3 separate regions of the Mus musculus genome follow, and all the other regions are linked to region 1. The links are chromatin contacts, called in public Hi-C maps. All regions are on one chromosome and are shown on one strand. Each heading gives the region's core, a stretch centred on a gene start, on an enhancer-like site or on the middle of the called end of the contact. The rest is flanking DNA. Distances are from core to core; before and after follow the strand shown. Region 1 has its middle 37 kb from the start of Zfp202. Region 2 has its middle 42 kb from the start of Gm39319. Region 3 overlaps Clmp (CXADR-like membrane protein).

Region 1 (3,797 bases), core at 529-3,028:
TCAGGCTGCAGGGATTTATAGTCAGGCAAAACTACAAAAAAGTCCTGAATTTGGCGCAAACAAATCTAATTTTAATGTAGGTTTCCTTGGAGCAGCCAGGGTTTAAAGCATACACCTTTGGGTTTTACCGTATGCTGCAGTGTCTGGCACACGGCAAATGCACAGCAGTGTGTGTTCGATCACGGACTGATGAATGAATTGGTGAACACTGGCTTTTTCAGGCCTTTTTCCTATAATATTCCATTTTTTTAGCCTCTGAGAATGTCAAATATTTTTGAATATATCTCAGAGTATGTTCAGCACCTGCCACACAGTTAGAACACAATGACCACTGATTGACCGCTTTTCCTGAGTATATACCGCCCAGCATCTTAAACTGTCATCAGCTGCTCAAGTAGTGAAAGTCACACAAACCTAAACCTCAAGTGTTTTCAACAAAATGAAAATAAGTATATAATTTTAAAGAAAAAAATAAGTATGTGGAAGAAATACGCAATGTATTTTTTTTATGTCACGTATAAAAGAAAGCTCAAAACAAGGCATAGGGGTTCCTGCCTGTTACTCCAACACTCAGAGGACAAAGGGAGGAGGATTGCTGTGAATCCAAGACAGGAACTAACTAGTGAATCCTTGGGCAGCCTGGGCTACAGGGTGAGACCCTGTCTCAAAACACACACATACACACACACACACACAGAGACAGAGACAGAGAGAAATAGAGAGAGACAGAGACAGAGAAAAGGAAAGAGGCAGGGAGAATTTAAGAATGAGCTCAAGGGCTGGGCAGTGGTGGCGCACGCCTTTAATCCCAGCACTTGGGAGGCAGAGGCAGGCGGATTTCTGAGTTCGATGCCAGCCTGGTCTACACAGTGAGCTCCAGGACAGCCAGGACTACACAGAGAAACCCTGTCTCAAAAAACAAAACAAAACAAAACAAAACAAAACAAAACAAAATGAGCTCAAGGAATAAGTAAGCCAACTGACTTTGCATCCTCCTGCTCATTCACTCTGGACACAAGGTGGCGACATTTCATCATCATGGAGTGAGTCCTAAACACCTGTTCTTTTTATTCAGCAAGTGTACAGTGGGAAGCATAAGCTATGCACTAGGAAATTAATGAATAGTGCATAGCTCTTGGGTATAAAGGAGCTTATTATCTATGAGGTTGGAGAGCTATATTGATAATGTAAAAGTACAATAATGACATAAAAATATAACATCTTCTGGGAGCAACGCTCCAAACAAGACAGGTCGCACATGAGGACATGCAAATGGGTACAAAGCACAAGGGAGGCGGGAGCACCGTTATCAGCAGGAAACTTTAAACCATCAGGTCCGTGAGAGTCTACCATGCACCCCAACAGAATAACTCCACTGAGAAGGGCTCAGAACCCCAGAGATGGTAGGTCTGGGGAGCAACTGGGCTCTCTCCCACTCCTGGGGAGGGGCAACTGAAGCCAACATTTGAAGAGTTCTTTATAGTTGTTGCTAAAAGCATGTTACAGATACTTCTGAGTGCTGGTCAGAAGAAATAAAATGATTATATGCACCCATGGAAAATTACATATACTAGCAAAATACTGAAAACAGTCAACTCTCCATCAATAATATAAGTATGTGAAAAATTAGAATCATAATCTGTAGCCCAGGCTAGCCTCAAATTCATGATCCTTTGTTGTGCCTCAGCAGCAGCCTGCGGCAGGGGTGTGTGGGGGGGGATTATAGTTACGTGCACTCTCTCCATGTTAGGTTCCTTTTTTCTTAAGGAGACAGACACCACAATGAGATTATAGGAAGTTCAAAGACAGTTATTTTAGGAACGGAGCTGTTTGAATAGGATAAGTGGCATAGGAGACACTGGTTGATGACCAAGCGTCCTGTGCCCTCAGCCCCAGGCTGTAGCACCACAGAGAAGGATGAGGTGAGTGGGCAGGGGAGGCAGCCACGGGGGCTGACATTTGCCATGTTGAACCAGCACAAAGGAGAGCAAATTGGGTAGCTGAGAACTGCCAGTCAATCAAAGTCAACCTTGTTTGAACAGAAAGAAAACAGCATTGGGAAACCGCCCAATTTAAACCAAGGGATCGTTTCAAGGCTTGAAATTAGACATGAAAAAGAAAAGCATGGTTTCAGCAAAGCCCAATTAAAGCATGAAAAATCCAATTTGGATCGAATTGGCAGGCCTGTCTCAGCACTGGGGCAAGATACTTATCTGGTCCAGGCGCCACCACCCAGAGACATCCATCTCCCCCTATCTGCCTCTCCTTCTCCAGCAAACACACTCCCTGGCCTTCCCTACAACACGTATGGTCCTAGCCCGCTTGCCAATCTTTTATTCCATCCATCCGTTGTCTAATGTGCTGATTCCTTTTATCTTGACACCTGCCCTGGTCCAGTCTTGTCTTGCAGTTGGATGAGTGATTACAGCAGCTGCAACAACTTTCAGGAATCTGCTGGCTTCAAACATCTGAAATTTCCTTTCTCATTGTTCTGGAGACTCGGTGCTCCAAACTAGTTTCACTGAAGTCCAGGAGTTGGCCCAGCCTCACTCTGGGGAACTGGAAGAAAATCCATTCCTAGCTCCTTCAAGGTTGGGGAACACCTGATACCCTAGACTTGTCCCTTAACCGCTACTTGTATAAGCTTGTTTGCTATGAGTCATCTCCCTTTCCCTCTGTCTCAGGAGACCTTGGTGGCATTTAGGAACCACCTGGATAACCCCTGGTAATCTGGGTAAAATACTTAATAACCTAAATTACCATATAAGGCAGAATCCACTTTTTTCCCGCATATGGCAATGTTCACTATTTCTAGGGATTGTTTGGTTCATTGGCGAGCCCATCGACCCGTCTGTCAAGTTTTCATACCCCAGAACTAAACAAACCCTGTTGGTAGAGTGGTGGCTGAGCTGGTGGTAGCTAGCGCTCAGAGGTAAAAGCACATATGTACACATGCAGGGGCCCAGGCCCAACTCCTAACTTCTCTCTTTCTCCTGTCAAGTCTTCTAGCAAACATCACTGGTCGCATTTTTGCCAATCCCCACATTCTATGACTGTTGGAATGCCTATCTACCACCTAGTCCAAGGCAGACTAACTCTTAAAGTTTAACAAGGCTTCTAACTGGTTCCTCTGCCTCCTTCCAATTGATATGACTGGGGAGAGCATCTAAACACCACTCTCGGGTGGTCACCTCCCTGCCAATTATCCAGTGGCTTCCCATCACATTTAAGACGAAGATCTCCTGTGTCTTCCTTGTTCTTCTGTGCTTTGCTCCCCATCCTCCAGTCATGCTAGCTGCCTACTGCTCACTCGGTTCCATGCTCCTGTCTCACAACCTGGCACCTTCTCTTCTCTCTCCAGGACTCACTTCCCCAGACGTTTCCTCAGGTTGTCCTTTGATCTCAAAGTCCCTGTATAGCTGTCACTTACTCAAAGAGACCTCTTTCTGATACCTGCTTTTAAAACGTCTTGCCGGGCAGTCATGGCCCATGCCTTTAATCCCAGAACTTGGGAGGCAGAGGGAGGCGGATTTCTGAGTTCGAGGCCAGCCTGGTCTACAGAGTAACTTCCAGGATAGCCAGGGCTACACAGAGAAACCCTGTCTCAAAACAAAAACAAACAAACGAACAAACAAACAAACAAAAACGTCATCTTGCCACACGTTAATACCCAACACTGAGTTGTGTATTGTATGTCCAAATGACTTTTTCCACACTATAATATTCATTTTCTGAGAACAGGACCAATAACATTCTGTTCAACACTGGACAGAGCAGGAACATGCTAAACACTGTTG
Region 2 (4,148 bases), core at 1,426-3,925, 400 kb after region 1:
CCTGACTAAGACACCATCGGAGAATAAATCTAGATGCTGTGAGGATTGTATCAGGTGGTATGAGTGTAGGAGCAGAAGAGAATGGGAGAGATGAGGACACTACATCAGACCTGCCTGCTCTTGTTGCCATGGTGACTGCATGAGATTCATACTCACCTGTTGGAAATTTCCTGACACTTGGAATGAAAAGCAGTTAATTTAATGGTTGATTCTTACATCTTTGCAAGTGCAGTGATTATCTGAGCAAACAACTTGCTGGAAAGTCAAAGCGGGGCGTATAAGGAGCTTGGGTCTAAAGCATATCCTATATATATATGTATATATATATATATATTCTCAGTCATGAATTCAAGTGAGAGACTAAAGATAGGATGGGAATCCTTGGGAAAACACTGAAAGATAAATAGACATAACCAGTATACCAGACAAAGAGAATAGGACACAGATCAGACATGCAGAAAAACTGAGATCCAGTGGGCTGTGCTCACTATGATGGAGGGTGTCTACCACCAGTCACCCTGTCAGCGCAAGGATGGCTTAGCTGGCCTTTGTGGGAGGTCTCTGTAGGGGGCTGTCTCAGTTTCAGTCACCCTGGAACAGAAGCTGTGGTTGCTAGTTTTTGCACTCTCAACAACCCCCACTTGAACCAAAGGAAGTCTTTGCCAATTTCCTGAGCCTGACCAAGGAAAGGTTTGCCAATCCCCATGGTTCTAGAACACTGGGTCCTTGATATCACTGGAGTCCATGCCAACAAGACGCCTTCCCTCAGTATTTCATCCACTCCCCACAATCTGTGACTTTCCGGAGACTGAATCAAAGCGCTGACGGTCTAAATCCTCAGCAAGATTCTTCCCCTAGTGTCCAGACAGCCGGCAGCCTGAACAAGATGGCAGAGGGAACTCTGGTCTCTCTTCCTTTTCCTATGGGAATAGCAATCTGTCACGGAGCCCCTTCCCGTGAGTTCATGTAAAGTTATCACTTTTTCAAAGCCTCCAAGTAATGTCACCTTAGGGGTTAGATATCTTCAGTATTTGAATTCTGAGTGGCACAATTATCCAATCCATAACAAGAGGGGGGGGGGTATGGAACAGGAGAGGAATGGAAACAAAATAATTATTTTAAAGCATAAAGTAAGGAACTGAATGGCTGCCTTCCACTATTATATACCACCCGGTCTTCTGTCCTGCTTCCTGAAGAGAGGGCAATGCCACAGGTAAGGTTAATCTTCAGTTCATGTGTCTGGGGACAAGGAACCAATATCTTCTCAAGTGCCACGGGACACACTGCTTCTGCCTTGCTTTTTGGTTTAGAGAAAGCACACTTGGGACTGAGGAGGTGGTTGACTGGCAAGAGCACTTGCTAGGCAGACATGGGGACATGGATGCAAATCCCCAGAGCCCATGTCTGAGATTCTCACCTGTAGCTCAGCACTGCAGGGGCAGTCAGAGACTCACCTGTAGCTCAGCCCCACCTGCAGGGGCAGGTGGGGCTTGCTGGCTGCTGGTCTAGCTCCAGGTTCAGTAAAGAACTATCATGCAGGAGAGATGAGAGAAAGAACAGGACAGCTTAAAGGTGCACTAGCCAGTCTGAGTGCGGCAAAGTGGCTCTGGCAGGCCTTTCCCTTCTCGCCCTCCACCCCCATTCCCTCTTCCTTGCTAAAAACCTTTCCATTACATTCCTAAAGCTAGCCCTGCCAAGATCTATTCCCTTATTTGGCCACTTCCTCCTCCTGTGGCTGACTACCAGGGTCCAACTATCAAAGTACTGAAGTTTATCAATCCAAAACCCCCTAATTAAAGCTCCACCTAATTAGCATGCCCAATTAAAATTAATACCTCATCCTGACACAGGATTTCACTTTGTACCTTTATAAACTGCCATTTACCACTGGGCCATGTCTGTCTTCTCTCTGTGCAGAGGCTGGCCTTTGGACCCTTTGAGACAAATATCCCAAACCCCCCCCCCCTTGCTCCCTTTTCCCTTCTCCCTCATCCTCTATCTCCTGTTTTTGTCTCTTCTTCCCTACCCTCTGTCCTTCTAGGTCAAATAAATGTCCTTTGTCCTGAGAACTTAGTCGTAGGGTGTCTTGAGCTGATACTCCACCCTGATGCCCTCTTCTGGCTTCTACACACACACACACACACACACACACACACACACACACGAGCATACACATCCATGCGTGCATACACCAGACATCATCTTCATATATGCATAGACATACTGTCACACACGTACAAACAAAATTTAAAAGTAAGCAAGCATACATCCTACAACATTGTCCAGATTTCTAAAGTATTCTCCCAGAATCCATATTGTTCACACAACTGAGTTTTTATGGTACAGGGAGAATTTCTTTAAAACAAACTGAAAAATAAGTCTTGTTCTGCCATTGGATGGAAAAGCAAGAATGGGGTCACCTGTTCATCCCAGTAATGACCCACTGTAAACACAACCAGAGTTGCAGGCTGAGGAGCTGGCCCAGATACTGCCTTCGGGGGCCTCCAGAGCCCTCTTAGACCCCTGCTTGCAAGCAAGCAGAAGAGAGATCCTTCACTGAGAAGGGTACAGGGGAGGCTGCAGGCCTGGGAGGCAGAGCAAAGCTGGGTACAGAGATGCTGAGTTCCGGCGTTCATTAAGTGAGTCAGAGATATCTACAGATCTGAGGCTTCAGGACAAGCTTCAGTGAAGATGAGTGAATCACCTGTAGATCAAGAGCCAAAGCCAGCCCAGGACATTACATACTATTATGTGAATGGATAACTGGATAGATAAACAGAAGTACTGTGAGCTAAAACTACTCCTCTCGGTTCCAAGATCCTAGGAATCGATGTGTCAGTTCCTAGGCTGCCCTCGGAGTCTGGAAATTACTGTTGCTGCCCTGTCAGACTTACTTCTCCAGCTTGAATGTAGCGATCCACATGAAGGATGCCCCGCCCACGTGGAAGGCAGCCTTTCCCTGTCTTTTCAGATGCTTTAACCTGCTGCTGCAGCTTAAACTTGGGTCACCTTTCCTGCTATCATATCGCCAATGGCTTTTCTCCCCATCTCTCTGTCCCTTGTAACAAAGTGCCACAAACTGGTTGTCATCATTCCTCATGGTTCTAGAAGCCAACAGTCCAAAGATCCTGGAAGGGGCAAACTCTGAACTGGGTAGTGGAAAACCCTGCCTGTGTCTCTCTAGCTTTGGGTGGTAGCCAGCACTGTTTGGCAGTCCTTAAGCATCCTGTCTTCTCGAAGCATTCTCCCCATGTGTCTATGTCCTGATTGTCTTATAAGAATACCAGTCATATTGAAATGGCCTCTGGGGTGACACGAATGGGTGATGGAGATGGGGCCTAATGGGTAACCTGTGATTCTGAAGGGGCTGTTGGGATACCAGCCTTTTCCTGTCCCTCTCTGCTTACTCGCCTACTGTGTGTTCCACCACAATGTGCGTGGTACATTACTGTCACCACAAACCCAAAGTAACAAGGTCAGATGACCATGGACTGAAACCACGGAAGCTGTGCATGCCAAAAATCAAATCTTTCCTCTTCCTAAAATCGTCTCAGCCCGCGCTGCACCCCAGCACTGTTGAAAAGCTGAGGAACAGGGTTCCCCTCCCCGTGTTACCTGCATTGCCACAAAATCTTCTTTAGTGCATTGCTGACATGCTGGCACTGAGGAAGTTGCGGCAGTAAGATCACTGAGTTCAAAGCCAGCCTAGACTACATAGCAAGACTGCTTCAAACAAGATGGTTCTGCAGCCGGAGCTCAGATGAAGAGATGGCTCAGCAGTTAAGAAAAATGGCTGCTCTTCCAGAGGATCTGGGTTCAATTTCCAACACCTACATGGCAGCTCACAGCTGTCTATAGCACCTGTTCCAGGGGAATCCAATAAATAAATAGATAAATAAATAAATGAATAAAGTCCTCATTCTTGACTGTGGTGCTGCCTTCTCTGTTTCCTTACAATCCAGCAGCCAGCATGACCTTTGAATTATGTGAGATCTTGTTAGAAGAGTAGAGTCCCTCTACTCACAGCTAGGGTGAGGACTGAAGCCAGGGATGTAGCTCCTTGGTAGATGCTTTCCTAATGGATCCTCAGCCCCACAACGGAGAGAGGAAAGAGAGAGGGAAGCCGAGGAAATGAATTTGCCAGCCCC
Region 3 (3,920 bases), core at 141-2,640, 500 kb after region 1:
GTGTGTGTGTGTGTGTGTGTTTGCGCGCACATACGCATAGGAGTACAGACACCCACAAAGACCAAGAGAGGCCATTGGGGCCCTGAAGATGTAGTTACAAGTGATTGTGAGCTACCCAAGGTAGGTGCTGGGAACTAACCTTGAATCTTACTCACTCTTCCCTTCCCTAGACATAACTTATTTTTTAGAATATCTATATAAACAACGCAAAGATGTTTGATCATCTCCCCAGGTATTTTATTGTTATTGAGATAATTCAGAAACAGAAAATTTCAGAGGATCAAAAACAGCTCGTTGTTTAATGTGACCCTCAGATACACTGCAGCTGGTCTCCACGACACCAAACCCTCCCTCCCTCCCTCCCTGTGTGGCATCTGTCACAGTGCTAACAGCTCATATGCTAGCTTTACAGACTCAGACTTAAAGCCCCCCTGCTTTAAACCCCCATTGGCTCCTCTTGGCCTGTGTACCAAGAATGACCTAATCCCCTCAGTATGTTATTGCAAAAGAAAAAAAAAACTATTCATAATACTTGCTGGAGGTGGAAAGGAGAAGTCTTTCTAAAGGAAGTATAAAAAATTTTTAAAAATAATAATAACTTTCCTTTTACCCCTCCATGTTCTTAGCCAGGTCCCTATAACAAAAGACAGATGATCAAGAGAAAAGCATCTAAATTTAATGTCTTCTCTGACATCAGAACATTGGCAAGGAAATGAAGGCTCAAAGAAATGATTCAACCTGAGTGTTTTTATAGTGGAAAGTTGTGGGGCGAGGGGAACGAACTGGAAGGCCAGGCTGTGTGAGGCTGTTCACCGCTCCGTGTCCCTCAGCCCTTTTCTCTCTGGGTATAGGAAGGACATCTCTCCCAGAATCTGCGTGCTACAGGAGAAGATCACAGGATCCCTCTGCTTTTTCCTCCCACCCTTTCAGCTTAAAATATTCAATGTGCCAAAGTGTTATCTTTTCGGGCCCTATCCGTGGTCACTACAATGGGATTTGTAGGAGGAGAGAGAGATGGAAATGAACTTTAAATATAAAAAGAATAGATTTGCAGCCATGGAGCAGGGAGGGGAAATCGGAGGATAGAAACATTAAGAATGGGGCAATTTTTTTTTTTCTAAAACAGACCTAATAAAAGTAGAGCATGAGCCGGGCGGTGATGGTGCACGCCTTTAATCCCAGCACTCGGGAGGCAGAGGCAGGTGGATCTCTGAGTTCGAAGCCAGCCTGGTCTACAAAGTGAGTTCCAGGACAGCCAGGGCTATACAGAGAAACCCTGTCTCAAAAAACCAAAAAAAAAAAAAAAAAGTAGAGCATGGTGGTAAGCCAGATAGATCAAGAGTGGGATGTGTCATTAAAGTGACTCAGGAAGTTTCCTGCTGACATAAGTGGGTCAGCATAGCACCCAGGGTTGAGAAGAAGCAAAAGAAGGCCTTAGAGGGTTCTGACCCCGGGCTCAGTCAAGGGAAATGCTTGCCACCACACAGACCTGACCCTGTTCTACCTTTCAGCTGGATTTCTAGTGTTAACATCCTGTCCGTCCTCCAAGGAAGTCAGTGGAAATGTCTCGTCTTTCCCTGATTCCTTTAGTGATTACATATGACCTCAGGAGTCAGCCTTAGGAAATGTTGGGGAAACTGTTACATAAGAACTAGCCATCTCTACGTGGCTAGCCCATGCACTACCTCAAATAGCTTTCCTTTGTTGGTTCCCAAAGTAAACGCTGTCTTGTGAGTCCTGGGTTGCTCTGCACCCAGGATGTGGGCCTGGGTGAAGAACTGACCTGGAGACTTGGAAATCCTAGCTGGCTATTTGTGTGAACAGAAGCTCTGCCCAGCATTTGGATTCAATTCTGATTCTTTTTAAAGATGTGTTGTTTGTTTGTTTCTTGTATGAGCGTGTATGTGTGTGTGTGTGCATGTGTGAGTGTGTGTGTGTGTGTGTGTGTGTGAGTGTGTGTGTGTGTGTGTGTGTGTGTGTGTGTAGGTACCCCTGTGCCATGACACAGCATGCAGGTCAGAGGACAATTCTATGGGGCTGGTTCTCTCTCTCTCTCCACCTTTATGTGGGTTCCAGGGATTGAACTCGGGACTCCAGACTTATACCTGCTGAGATATCTCACTGCCTCGGTTTTGCACTTTGTGTGTGTGTGTGTGTGTGTGTGTGTGTGTGTGGTGGTACAGAGACTCGAACTCAGGGCTTCATGAATGCTAGGCAAGCATTTTAAAACTGAGCTATAGCCAAAAGACTTGTTCTTCTTTCTTCTGTATTTTTCCCCCAAAGAGTATCAGATAGCTCACTCACATTGGCCTCAAACCCACTATGTAGACAACAATCACCTTAAACTCCTCATCCTCCTGCCTCACCTCCTAAAAGCTGAGGTTGTAGGCACGTGCCCTCTTGTCTCTTCCCACTCCTTGGTAGAATAGCTAAGGTGTACAATGGATCGATTTAGGGTTGTTTCTTTGTTTGTTTGTTTGTGTGTTGACCTGACGATGGAGCAAAAGTAACATGCACTCAGTTGACATCCTACTTTGGTCCTGTTCTTTCCCCAGGGCTGCAAAACAAGATGACCTGTCCTTTCTCATGACTCTGAGCTGTTGCAGGGAGCCCCCATCGCAGTCAGCCACCTGACTGTGAGGACAAACTACCCTTGTTCTCTCTCCAGCCCACGATGTTTCTAAGTTCTGGTGTTTTATGGGTTAAATATGAAGGCACTAGAAATTTCTGATCTTTTCATTTAATGTGATAATTTGTCAGAAGATAGCCCTATTATAAGTCAAGAAGCATCTCTTTTCTATGGGGACAATGCTTTGTGCTTCAAACAAGAGCTATTATAGTTAATCTTTTTTCCCATTGGATATTTTCTTTATTTACATTTCCAATGTTATCCCCTTTCCTGATTCCCCCTCTGAAAAACACCCTACCCATACATACCCCCTGCTCCCTCCCCCTGCTCACCAACCTACCCACTCCCGCTTTCTGGCACAGGCATTCCCCCACACTGGGGCATAGAACCTTCACAGGACCAAGGGCCTCTCCTCCCATTGATGTCTGACTAGGCCATCCTCTGCTGCATATGCAGCTGGAGCCATGAGTCCCACCATGTGTGCTCTTTGGTTGGTGGTTTAGTCCCTGGGAGCTCTGGAGATACTGGCTAGTTCACATTTATTATAGTTAATCTGATGACAGCCATACTAATGCTCATTCGCACATATTACAATAAGCTTAGGTCAGTGAAGGATCTTAGTAAATGGCAGGGAGGACTTCAGTTTGACTCCAGTCAGCTCAGGTGACCACTGGTGTTACACTGGGTTTTCTAATTGTTTTGATTTCTTTTTAATGTTTATGTGTGTGTACATGTATTCATGTGTGTGTTGAGACATGCTGTCATGTAGTCCAGGGTAACCTTGAACTCACTATGTAGGGAAAAGTGACCTTGGCTTCCTGATCATCTCAATGGTACCTTCTAAGGGCTAGGGTTATAGTGTATCCCACCATGCCCTGCTGCTCCTAACCTCACACACATAAAATTAAAAACCAAGAAGGATTCAAAACTACCTGTAAGACTCAAAATACTCTTTCCCATATTTTTTTTGAACCATTGTGGCTTCTGGGAAATATTTCTCTATATATAATTCACAGGGGAAAGTTAACTTTCTATACCTTTTACCTTGGAGGTGAAGTTCTTCCAGAGAAGGAAATGATCACTCCAACAGTACTCTGGAGGAATGCAGATTTTTGACATTCATCTGGGAAAGGAAAACAAATCTTTCCCCCCACTGCTTACCCTGTGTACCCTGACAATGTTTAGAAACAGCTTCCACTGAGGTCTTAGACTAGTCCCCTTCCCTTTTCAACAGCTCCTTCCTTGATCTAGACTCCTTGTTCCAGAATGCTCGTCCTACACCATCTGCCTT

What was found. Hi-C and Micro-C count contacts between places; a contact is called where the count stands out from the background.
Region 2: a contact with region 1 is called in a Hi-C map of the N1E-115 cell line, with 8 times the contacts expected there. The contact joins two enhancer-like sites. A contact is called at or near these places in 9 of 484 Hi-C or Micro-C datasets (the N1E-115 cell line, adipose-derived mesenchymal stem cells, cerebellar granule neurons and 5 more) and 4 of 115 datasets of contacts at active chromatin or transcription factors (bone marrow-derived dendritic cells and embryonic stem cells).
Region 3: a contact with region 1 is called in a Hi-C map of the BV-2 cell line, with 2.2 times the contacts expected there. The contact joins two enhancer-like sites. A contact is called at or near these places in 4 of 484 Hi-C or Micro-C datasets (the BV-2 cell line, the Ba/F3 cell line, the HL-1 cell line and 1 more).

What each region holds. Positions count from the first base shown.
Region 1 is chr9:40,227,258-40,231,054 of GRCm38.p6, forward strand. No RefSeq gene overlaps it. Among named protein-coding and RNA genes, the nearest start is that of Zfp202, 37 kb to the left of the region's middle. Within about 2 kb of position 1,779, at least 11 of the 459 cell types and tissues checked have an H3K27ac peak or open chromatin away from gene starts, as enhancers often do. A contact at or near this core is called in the BV-2 cell line and the N1E-115 cell line, where this site is marked.
Region 2 is chr9:40,622,371-40,626,518 of GRCm38.p6, forward strand. No RefSeq gene overlaps it. Among named protein-coding and RNA genes, the nearest start is that of Gm39319, 42 kb to the right of the region's middle. Within about 2 kb of position 2,676, at least 6 of the 459 cell types and tissues checked have an H3K27ac peak or open chromatin away from gene starts, as enhancers often do. A contact at or near this core is called in the N1E-115 cell line, where this site is marked.
Region 3 is chr9:40,732,076-40,735,995 of GRCm38.p6, forward strand. All of the region lies in intron 1 of Clmp (CXADR-like membrane protein), which reads left to right. Among named protein-coding and RNA genes, the nearest start is that of Clmp, 48 kb to the left of the region's middle. RefSeq lists an enhancer at 1-332. Within about 2 kb of position 1,391, at least 45 of the 459 cell types and tissues checked have an H3K27ac peak or open chromatin away from gene starts, as enhancers often do. A contact at or near this core is called in the BV-2 cell line, where this site is marked.